Linked DNA regions of Triticum aestivum: region 1 is linked to region 2. A link is a contact called in public Hi-C data. All regions are on one chromosome and are shown on one strand. The core of a region is the stretch at or near the end of the contact, and the rest is flanking DNA. Distances in the headings are between cores, read along the strand shown. Region 1 holds the start of LOC123188120 (polyol transporter 5). Region 2 has its middle 25 kb from the start of LOC123188118.

Region 1 (5,635 bases), core at 979-3,478, 250 kb after region 2:
CTTTTGGATTCAAGCATGTAAAAACTAAACATATTTGTTTCTTTTTGGTTGTGATCGAGCATGTGATCCGGCGCTGGTGTGTTCCGGCGCGCTGTGTGGATTAATTTGTACATTTGAATTATAGTTTATTGGCAGATATATACGTGATAGCGCTAGATGGCGGCCTTTATCAGTTTCTTAGTTATTTTGGATTACATTGCATATTACGAAACCAAGACACAGCAAGCCAATACATCAAAAAATGTGCCTTCTTTAACTTGTAGTAGTGTGCAAAGCAAAATGAAATAGAGGGAGTTTTGTTTGCTAGCATTAGCATAGAGGGATCGTATCTGTCTTTTTTTTTGCGAAATAAGAGAATGTATATGTCAATGCCAGGTGTACTAAGAAACCTTTTTATATGAGTATAATAGAGAATCGCTACCAGGTTAATTCAAAAGAACAAGCAAGGTTTATATTGAGCGTTCAAGAGAATACTACATCCATTCCAAAATAATTGAGTTCTAGCCTCTGGGTTTATCCATAGTAAAAAATAATTAAGTTTGTCAAGTATATAGAAGAATATATCTATATCTATATCATCTATCTATACCGATATAAAAAGACCCAAAGAGGTAGATCCAAACCATCTCGACCGTCAAATCATGTTATCTAGCGATTCAAATCGCTTCAATATTGAGCATCAAACACGTTTAACGCTCTAATTACCCACCACTGCCATTGGTTATAAACACGTTTTGACTCAACGTTATCCCATGAAATCTGCCATGTAATTAACATAATACCTTCCCGCGAAAAAAGTAATTGATATCTTACCAAATGCCAACGTGCAACATATATATCTTACCTAATATAGCGTGCAACTAATATTCTACCTAATATAAATGTGCATTGCACATACATTATTAATAGTCAATATAAAAAGACCCAAAGGGGCAGATCCAACTAATCTCGATCATCATCTAAGTCAATCCAACGACCTAGATTACTCCAATGACGAGCGTTCAACGTGTTTAACGTGCAATTAATATCATACCAAATATTGCACTAATCATAGAATTAACACACAAATAATAGCATACCTAATATCCGCGTGCAATTAATATATTGCCTAAATATCAACGTGCATTGCACGTGCGCATTTACTAGTAAACATCAAATTAGTCACGTGAGATTATTTATGAAATATATTTTCATACTATACACATTTAATGTTGTAGATCTTGGCGTATACTCCCTCATCTCACAATGTAAGATTGTTTTTGAAACTATTGTTAGCTTGAAGAACGATCTTATATTGTGTGATAGGGGCAATGCTACATCTACGTAAACAAAGCTACCTGCTTTACGTACACTGCCAGATGGATTATTGTGATTGAAGAAGAAGGAGGAAGGGGCCCCGCCCCCCTGAAAATTGAGCCGGGTTTCTAGGAAGCTTATGTAAAAGCGTTTGCAATCCTATCGAAGTATTGAGCAAACATAAGTACATTTGACTTAGGACAAACCTAAGACTTAAATCATTTTGGAATCGAAGGGAGCACATGTCTAATGCTCGAAACTCAAAGGACAGCAATACTGCGTATGAAATGCAAGCATGCATGAGTGGTGAAAGTGGCGCTACAAGTCTTTGTACGGTTCGCTTTCGAGGGAGGCCTTCTCCCCTTCTATTTGCCCTAATCCAAAGGGGATGCTGCTGCCCTAGTGAGAAAGAACGCAGATATTTCTTCTCCTTTTCCTTTTGGGTGGATAAAATCACGCAAATTGACGACTGATCCACCCCACATGCATCTTAATCCCATTTTTTATTATTACTTGTACCAAATTCAGACCGTCAGAAAAGAGACGATGCAGCATTTCAGCCATATCGGCGCCGGGAGGTGATCCGGTGATAACCACGTCCAACAACTCCAGGAGCGCCGGTCCAACGAGGCGAAGACCCAAGTGGTCGTGCGGCAGATTAATCTGGCATCGCCTATGGGACTGTGGCAGCAAGGCGAGACGTGCGTATTTTGCAAGAGAGGAGATAGCTACACCACCCGGTGACCGCTGAATGATTATTCAACGGCACGCTTGGTCATGCTGTGGGCCCACATGCCAGTTACCGCGATGCGGGCCCACGCCTACGTATACTATTCCACCTTCTGCCCTTGTGTCTTTGGCTCTGAGCTGAGCTGAAGCCCCCAACTTGTGTGTTGTGTCTATAAATGCGTCCCTCCCCGGCAACGCAACACTCCACTGGCACATAGAAACCAGCTCTCGAGCACCACTAAACTATACACAAGGAGGACCTCGTCGGCATAATCCTCAGGCAGCGAGCAGAGGGGCGTCGTCGACGATGGACCGCGCCGCGCTCCCGGCGGCCGTCGAGCCCAAGAAGAAGGGCAACGTGAGGTTCGCCTTCGCCTGCGCCATCCTCGCCTCCATGACCTCCATCCTCCTCGGCTACGGTACGTCTAGCTCGCCCTAAAGTTCTTGCGCACAGACCATTTGGCTGGATCTGTTGCATATGGTAGGTACGTACGTACGTGCTTTGCATGGGCTGATCACGGTTTGTTTGGGTCTGCAGACATCGGCGTGATGAGTGGAGCGTCGCTGTACATCCAGAAGGACCTGAAGATCAACGACACCCAGCTGGAGGTCCTCATGGGCATCCTCAACGTGTACTCGCTCATTGGCTCCTTCGCGGCGGGGCGGACGTCCGACTGGATCGGCCGGCGCTTCACCATCGTCTTCGCCGCCGTCATCTTCTTCGCGGGAGCCCTCATCATGGGCTTCTCCGTCAACTACGCCATGCTCATGTTCGGCCGCTTCGTGGCCGGCATCGGCGTGGGGTACGCTCTTATGATCGCGCCCGTGTACACGGCCGAGGTGTCCCCCGCGTCTGCCCGTGGCTTCCTCACCTCCTTCCCGGAGGTGTTCATCAACTTCGGCATCCTGCTCGGATATGTCTCTAACTTCGCCTTCGCCCGCCTCTCCCTCCACCTCGGCTGGCGCATCATGCTCGGCATAGGCGCGGTGCCGTCCGTCCTGCTCGCGTTCATGGTGCTCGGCATGCCCGAGTCTCCCCGGTGGCTCGTCATGAAGGGCCGTCTCGCGGACGCCAAGGTTGTTCTTGCCAAGACTTCCGACACGCCCGAGGAGGCCGCTGAGCGCCTCGCCGACATCAAGACTGCCGCCGGCATCCCTCTGGACCTCGACGGCGACGTGGTCGCCGTGCCCAAAAACAAAGGAAGCAGCGAGGAGAAGCGCGTGTGGAAGGACCTCATCCTTTCCCCGACCAAAGCCATGCGCCACATCCTCATCGCGGGAATCGGCATCCACTTCTTCCAGCAGTCTTCGGGCATCGACGCCGTCGTGCTCTACAGCCCGCGAGTTTTCAAGAGCGCCGGCATCACGGGCGACAACCGCCTCCTCGGCACCACCGTGGCCGTCGGGGCCACCAAGACAGTCTTCATCCTGGTGGCCACCTTCCTCCTCGACCGCATCGGCCGGCGGCCGCTTCTGCTGAGCAGCACGGGCGGCGTGATCGTCTCCCTAGTGGGCCTCGCGACGGGGCTCACCGTCATCAGCCGCCACCCGGACGAGAAGATCACCTGGGCCATCGTCCTGTGCATCTTCTGCATCATGGCCTACGTGGCCTTCTTCTCCATCGGCCTCGGCCCCATCACTTGGGTGTACAGCTCGGAGATCTTCCCGCTGCACGTGCGCGCGCTGGGCTGCTCCCTCGGCGTGGCCGTCAACCGCCTGACCAGCGGCGTGATCTCCATGACCTTCATTTCGCTGTCCAAGGCCATGACCATCGGCGGCGCCTTCTTCCTCTTCGCCGGCATCGCCTCGTTCGCCTGGGTGTTCTTCTTCGCCTACCTGCCGGAGACCCGCGGCCGCACGCTGGAGGACATGAGCTCGCTGTTCGGCCACACGGCCACGCACAAGCAGGGCGCCGCGGATGCCGACGACGACGCCGGGAAGGAGAAGAAGGTGGAAATGGCCGCCACCAACTGAACGCAAGTTGGCAGATCGCGATGCGAAGACTTGCGCTGTATCCGTCCGTCTCGGCTAGCTAGCTGCCACACTGCCACATAGATGACGAAGTAGCGTGGGAAGATTCGCTGATCCGGCCGGTGCTGCCGGAGAGCGACGGCAAGCTCCAGCTCGATCGAGACGTTAATGGCTTCTTAAATGTGCTATAAGTTTAATTTTTCGCGATTTGGCTCGTTTTGTCCGGGTAGCAGGCTGTGAGCAATCCGACAGTGCCAATGCCAAGGCTAATCGCCGCCGGACTAGACTACTGTAGTAGACTGTAGAGGTGTGCCCTAGCTACTTCCGTGGCGTTTGTCTCGTACTCGCGCTGCATGGGTCAAGTGCACGCGAGCTTTGGTTAGGAGAGAAAAACTGGCGGTGGTTCGAGGAATCTACCTGCCGATCGAGTGAGTCAGGCGAGCCACGGAAAATGTGTAAGAAAAAACTATCAGTATGTGTATTGTAAAGACGTGGGTGTACATACGTACTTTCAGGCAGCACGCCATGGTTACATTATGCATATATTCATGTGTCCTCGTTACAAAACGGTAGCGGTTGGCCACCGCAGCGAATATTGAAGTTGATCGGCTTGATCACGGGAATCGGAATCTTGAAATCTTGAAACAAACGTAAGCAACCAGCTGGTCTTGTGCCAAGTTTTTTACTGGTATAGCGCTCGACCGGTTGAGCGTGCGTATCCAGCTAGTCAAAACAGGCCTAGTGTGCAGCACAGTGATTATAGTAGATTATCTGATATTTTTTAAGTTTTTGCATGTTCGCGGCGATGCATGTGCAACGATAATTTACGCAGTTTGTTTGGTCATATTTGACACTGCCATGTGATGATGCACGGGCTTCGTTTTCGATAGCTGTGATGGATTTATGTTTTTTTTTTCTAATTGGTGATGGATTTATTGTGTTAAGGGAAGTAGTTACGGGGAGCACCTTTTTTTCTTTGAGGGTTAGTTACGGGGAGCACCTACCTATTGGACGCTCGTCGCGCCCAAAAGACAAGCTTCGCGGGCCGACCCACTGCAGGTCTGCAGCCAGCAGCGCATGCAGACGCATCGTAGCGAGACGGCACTGTAGTGACCATGTAGCGAACCTGTGTTTTGTCTTCTTTTGATTTCTAACAGTTTTTTGAAAATGGAACATTTTACGAAAACGCAAAAATGTTTAATTTTCAGAACTTTTTGATAACGTGAACATTTTTTGAAATACTGAAGAATTTCAGAAACAAGAACATTTTTTGAAATTTACCATTTAAAAAACTAGGAACATTTTTTGAATTTGTGAACAAATTACGGAAGCGGGATTTTTTTTTTGAAATTCCAAACAATTTCTGAAATTCAAACATATTTTGTATTTGTATTTTTTTGGAAACATGGTTTTCCGAAAACTCATTTTTTTGAATTTGGAACAATTTTCAAATGTCTGTTTTTTTTTGAAAAATCGAAATTCTTTGAAGCCGTGATTTTTTTTGGAAGGTAACATATTTTGAAATTCCACGAAGATTGTTTGAAAACATGGCCATTTTTCAAAACACAACCATTTTAAAATTTTGTGAACACCTTTTGAAAATACAAATATTTTTTCAAATTAGCTAACAATTTGAAAT
Region 2 (4,868 bases), core at 565-3,064:
AAGCTTAAGTTAAAAAAACTAGTTTTAGATTATTTTTCCTTCCGGGAAAATAGTTTTTCTTGGCAATCTTCGGGGAAAATAGTTGTTAGATATTTCACGGTAAGAGATTGCTGACCAGGCTGCAGATGGGTGCATGCGTTGATGTCCAAATTGGCAAGATAAATAATAAATAAAGAGAAATAAAAGGAAGATGTTCGGAGGTCCTTGACTCCTCCGTGGGAAACCAACTGAACACTGTGGTAAGATCGTCTAGCACGTGCCTTTGACTAGCGGCCATACGGCACGATCTCATCAGCGATGGGCCAACGCTAAGCTTTGATAGTTTCGGCACCAGAATCTTGGATCACCTTTTTGAGTAGTCAGCAGCGCCTTATTTTCTTAACTGGAGTAGTCAGCACTCAGCAGCTTGATACTGGGCCATTCCGTGCGGTTTCTTTCCGGGACCCCGATGGCTTTGTTTCTTTCTCCCGCACCTCAATTTTCCACGGTGGCTCCGGCCACTAGACTCGTGCCGGTTTACATCAACATGGACACATTTGTCCGCAGCTGAATTTAAGTTTAGTGTTTCCTTCAGTTCAGAAAGGGGTACCCAGAAAAGGACCACGCAGAAAGAGGTGAAAACAGCATAGAAAATGACGCTGTCGCGGTTACGTAATTGAGTGAGGCCTTGTCGGACTTACCGTGCGTGCGGGTGCGGCTCGCACACACTACACAGGCTCCAAGCAAAGCAAGAAGAAACGTTGGCGCACTGACTTGTACTGTAGATTGTAGCACAGCGTACAATAATCTCCCTCGATCTCCCGTGGCCGACTAGCCGGCCGGCGATGTTGCCACGCTGGTGTTCCATTCATATCCACACCGGTTGCACTCGCAATCCATCCACACGTTCCAAACACTCTTACAGTTGACCTGTTGACTCTCTTGCACTGGTAGACTGCGTGAAAATGAAGTGTTCAGAAAGAGCCAAGTAGAAGAAAATTCTAACGTGCCTTAGTCAGGGAGAAACTTCAGCCTCGAAAAAGAAACGGAAACTATTGTGCACGTGAAAAGCAGCTACCGGTATATATGATCTTTTTTGCGGGCTCAATGTATATGAAGTTGATGCACCTTTTCATGTGTGCTGTAAAGATCATGCAGACACGCAGTGCCGCCATTCGTAACGTAGTGGGTCTTTTTCATACGTGGAAATTTCCACATGGTACACAAACTCGTCGTCACGGTGAGGTGTGACGAACCGCACAGACAGACAGCCCAGCTGCCCATGCATGGACTTGCAACTTCACTTATCGTGATCCTAATCATCGACCATATTAAATTCACTTAGCCGCAAACGTGCGGCGCGTTGTATTGTCTTTGTGTATAAATCGTACCGACGGGGCGCCACGTCGAGCCCACTCGCGGCAGGGCAGCCTCGTCGAACCCGCAGTCCAACGGTCAGAGCACACGGCGCTGGATGGTAGACCTGAACCACAGGCCACTCGCACGTACTACTACAGTTCACCTCGCTTAAACTGGCAAAGGTATGGGCGGCAGGTCGAGGGACGACCAGCTCATGAACAGATCCCCAACCGGATCGCCATAATTCGGAGTGGTCAAAGAGATGGACGCCGCAGCGCGGCGACAGCGAAGGCGGCCTGGCGCCCTCTTGCGTGCCTCGGCGCCGTGAGTCGTCGCGCGTGATGCGCCCGGGTCAAAGTCTCTGAAATCCCGGAAGGGAAGAGAAATGAGGCTCACCGAGCGCGGCTCTCGCTGGATGGAGAGAGACCCGGGCCATTGGTTTGACTCCGAGGTGGCCTGAGATCTGCAGCCTGCACCGTGAGGTTGCTGGAGGGACCGCGGCCACGCGATGGAATCGGGATGAGACCGCGCCGAGGGCGACGTTCCATCCTAGCGAGCCAACGAGGACAAAGTCTACGGGCGTGATGCCGACCTTCTAGCCATGGATGGGCAGCTCCTGCATATATTTGTGCCTGCCTGCTGCTTGTAGCTTATGGCCAGCTGCTTGCTGGTTTCGGTTGGCTGATTTGTGCCTGGTGCGTACATACATAGCTGTCCGATCTGATCCGCTGCATGTTTTCGACCAGCTAGCTAGTGTGGTACTCCCTCCGTTTTGAAATAAAGTCTTAATTTTGTACATTTATTTTGGGCTAAAAAAAGGCTCTTATCGGATGATACGTCCAAAACGAATTGTGAGTGCAAATTTGCAATCGCTTCCGCACGGCAGAGGAGCCTCCCTGGTCACGACACGACTTCACGGTCGACAAGGTTTAACTTCTTCCCGGCCGGTAACTATCATCAATGAAGCAGAAAATTATAATTTATACTAAAGTTGTATTAAAGTTGCGTCAATAAATTTGAACCGGAGGGAGTACATACTTTGCGTGGTATACTGCAAACTTTGCACCCTGTCCTGCCGACTTCCACAAGATTCGGCAGTACAAATCTGCACGCTAACTCAATTCGTTTACATTAATCGGGCACGTAACTAAAATGGTTATTGTAGAGAGATCATGGTCGACGTGCACGGCCCAGGACGGCTGATGCGTCCATCGCTCCTTCGTCTGACAGAATATCTCCACAGGTTCTTCCGTGACGCCGGAACAACTAGTAGTAAAATATATATATTTTTTTGCGATAGAAAGAGAGTTTTATTTCATATGCATAGGGTTACAATCAAGAGGCACCAAATCCTTAATACAAGGAGGGCATCTCCCTAGCCGTAAAATATAAGAGTATATATAGGCCAATCTGCATCCTTAGTTAAGGTTTTTAAATTCGGACTTGCTAAATCTCAGCCAACTAAGACTTCATTATGTCTCATTCGATGCCATATTTATGAGATCTTACATTAAGATCCGTGTAAAATATTTTTCAGTTATTCGCAAAAAAGAAAAAAAAATCTTTTTTCTATTTTTCTTTTTCTTTCTTATATGTTATGTCATTGGACTAAGACTTGGGTAAGTCTCGGCCAACTGAGACCTAGGCACACCCATTTAAAAACGAATCAGCCAACTAAGCCAGTCGTTGATTGGCCTAGAAGAATTTGAAACCAAACGTACGCGCTTTCCATGTGTATTTGGCAATCTACAAATCAGTTTGGTTGACTATTGTGCTGGCACAAAGGACAATTAGTCTACACAACTTCAATGATTCCCTAATCATTCATTAGATATACTCAAAAAGGGTCTTCAGGAGTTGGCAATACTTCTTTTGTATGCTTCAATGATGCATGCACCATGAAAGCGTGTCAAGCGAAAGAGGAAAAAGAAAAACGAAAATTGGAGAACCCGAATACTACTCCCTCCATCACAATCACAAACTTGTTTATATGTTGCGCTAAAATTGCATTACTTATGTGTTAACTGAATTGAAATTCAAAATTTACTACAAGCCACATTTAAAGAATGCCTTGAAATTGCTAGGTTCTTAGCTTTGACAAATGTCTCAACGAATATTCACCGAAGTCAGGGTCGAAACATGTTTAAAAGGAATGACATAGTCAAGAAATTACATAGAACCAACACGTGAGGGGAACCAGACGCATTTGAAGCTTCACTATCACCCTTTTGGCATCTAGACCGGGGAAATAAAGAGAGTCGGCGTCGACGGATGTCGAAGCTCCAAGTGGTTCCCGAATATGCGACAACAACATAGGGAGACCAGCCATAGATCACACAAGGTCCCTCTCCCAAGAGAAGATGACCTCTATAGGCATTGTAGCTCCGCATTGAGCACAACGGTTGGTGAGCTCTAGAAATGAACTAAATCTCAATGGAGAGTTAGATCCCCGTCGTCAGCCTCTTCATGTCCTCCACCACAGTGGCTTGAGATGAGATGCAAGGGTGACACAGCAGTCCGTCGATCGGATCCACGAGCTTATTGAAGCGAGAGCTTTTGGCTCCAACCACCTAAGGGTAACAAACAAGATCAACATGGTTAGCCACGTATGCATCATGGTCGTCAAACCTCTCCAATGGAACACCTAGCTAAATATACAACATATGCATGCTATCCAGAGCTTTCCTCCTATTCATACTTTAGCCGACAACCCGGTAGATGATCAAGACGAAGGAAATATGTAACGCCCTCGATGCGGCTATATCTCCTACGTGTCGAAGCACGACTTAGAGGCATAACCGCATTGAAAGCAATGTCGCAAGTAAGGTAATCTTCACAACAACCCATGTAAATATATAAAAGGGGAAAAGATACATAGTTGGCTTACACTCGCCACGTCACCCAAATATATGAATAACATTACAATCATCCAATACACTCATGGTCCGACTACGGTACCAAAATAAAGATCAACCCCCACATGCGACACGGTCCCCGATCGCCCCAACTGGGCACCACTACTGATCATCTGGGAAAGACACATAGTAACGACGAGAGTCTTCATCGAACTCCCACTTGAGCTCAAGCGCATCGTCTGAAACGGTATCATCGGTCCCTGCATCTGGTTTGGAAGTAATTTGTGAGTCACGGGGACTCAGCAATCTCGCACCCTCGCGATCAAGACTATTTAAGCTTATAGGTAAGGCAAAGGTATGATGTGGAGCTGCAGCAAGCGACTAGCATAATGGTGGCTAACCTGTTCGCAAAAGAGAGCGAGAAGAGAAGGCAAAGCACGAACGAAGAACTATGATCAAGAAGTGATCCTAGAACAACCTACATCAAGCATTACTCCAACACCATGTTCACTTCCCGGACTCCGCCGAGAAGAGACCATCACGGTAACACACGCGGTTGATTCATTTTAATTAAGTTAAGTTTCATGTTATCTACAGCCGGACGTTAACAAATTCCCATCTGCCCATAACCGCGGGCACGACTTTCGAAAGTTCAAATCCCTGCAGGGGTGTCCC

Evidence for each region. Hi-C and Micro-C count contacts between places; a contact is called where the count stands out from the background.
Region 1: a contact with region 2 is called in a Hi-C map of leaf, with 5 times the contacts expected there. The contact joins the promoter of LOC123188120 here to the enhancer-like site in region 2. A contact is called at or near these places in 1 of 5 Hi-C or Micro-C datasets (leaf) and 1 of 1 datasets of contacts at active chromatin or transcription factors (leaf).

What each region holds. Positions count from the first base shown.
Region 1 is chr2A:159,015,207-159,020,841 of IWGSC CS RefSeq v2.1, forward strand. LOC123188120 (polyol transporter 5) reads left to right here and starts at 2,229. Exons shown (of 2, transcript XM_044600160.1): 1 at 2,229-2,444; 2 at 2,564-4,484. The coding sequence starts at 2,333. The coding sequence ends at 3,999.
Region 2 is chr2A:158,766,702-158,771,569 of IWGSC CS RefSeq v2.1, forward strand. No RefSeq gene overlaps it. Among protein-coding and RNA genes, the nearest start is that of LOC123188118, 25 kb to the left of the region's middle. Within about 2 kb of position 1,815, at least 2 of the 8 cell types and tissues checked have an H3K27ac peak or open chromatin away from gene starts, as enhancers often do. A contact at or near this core is called in leaf, where this site is marked.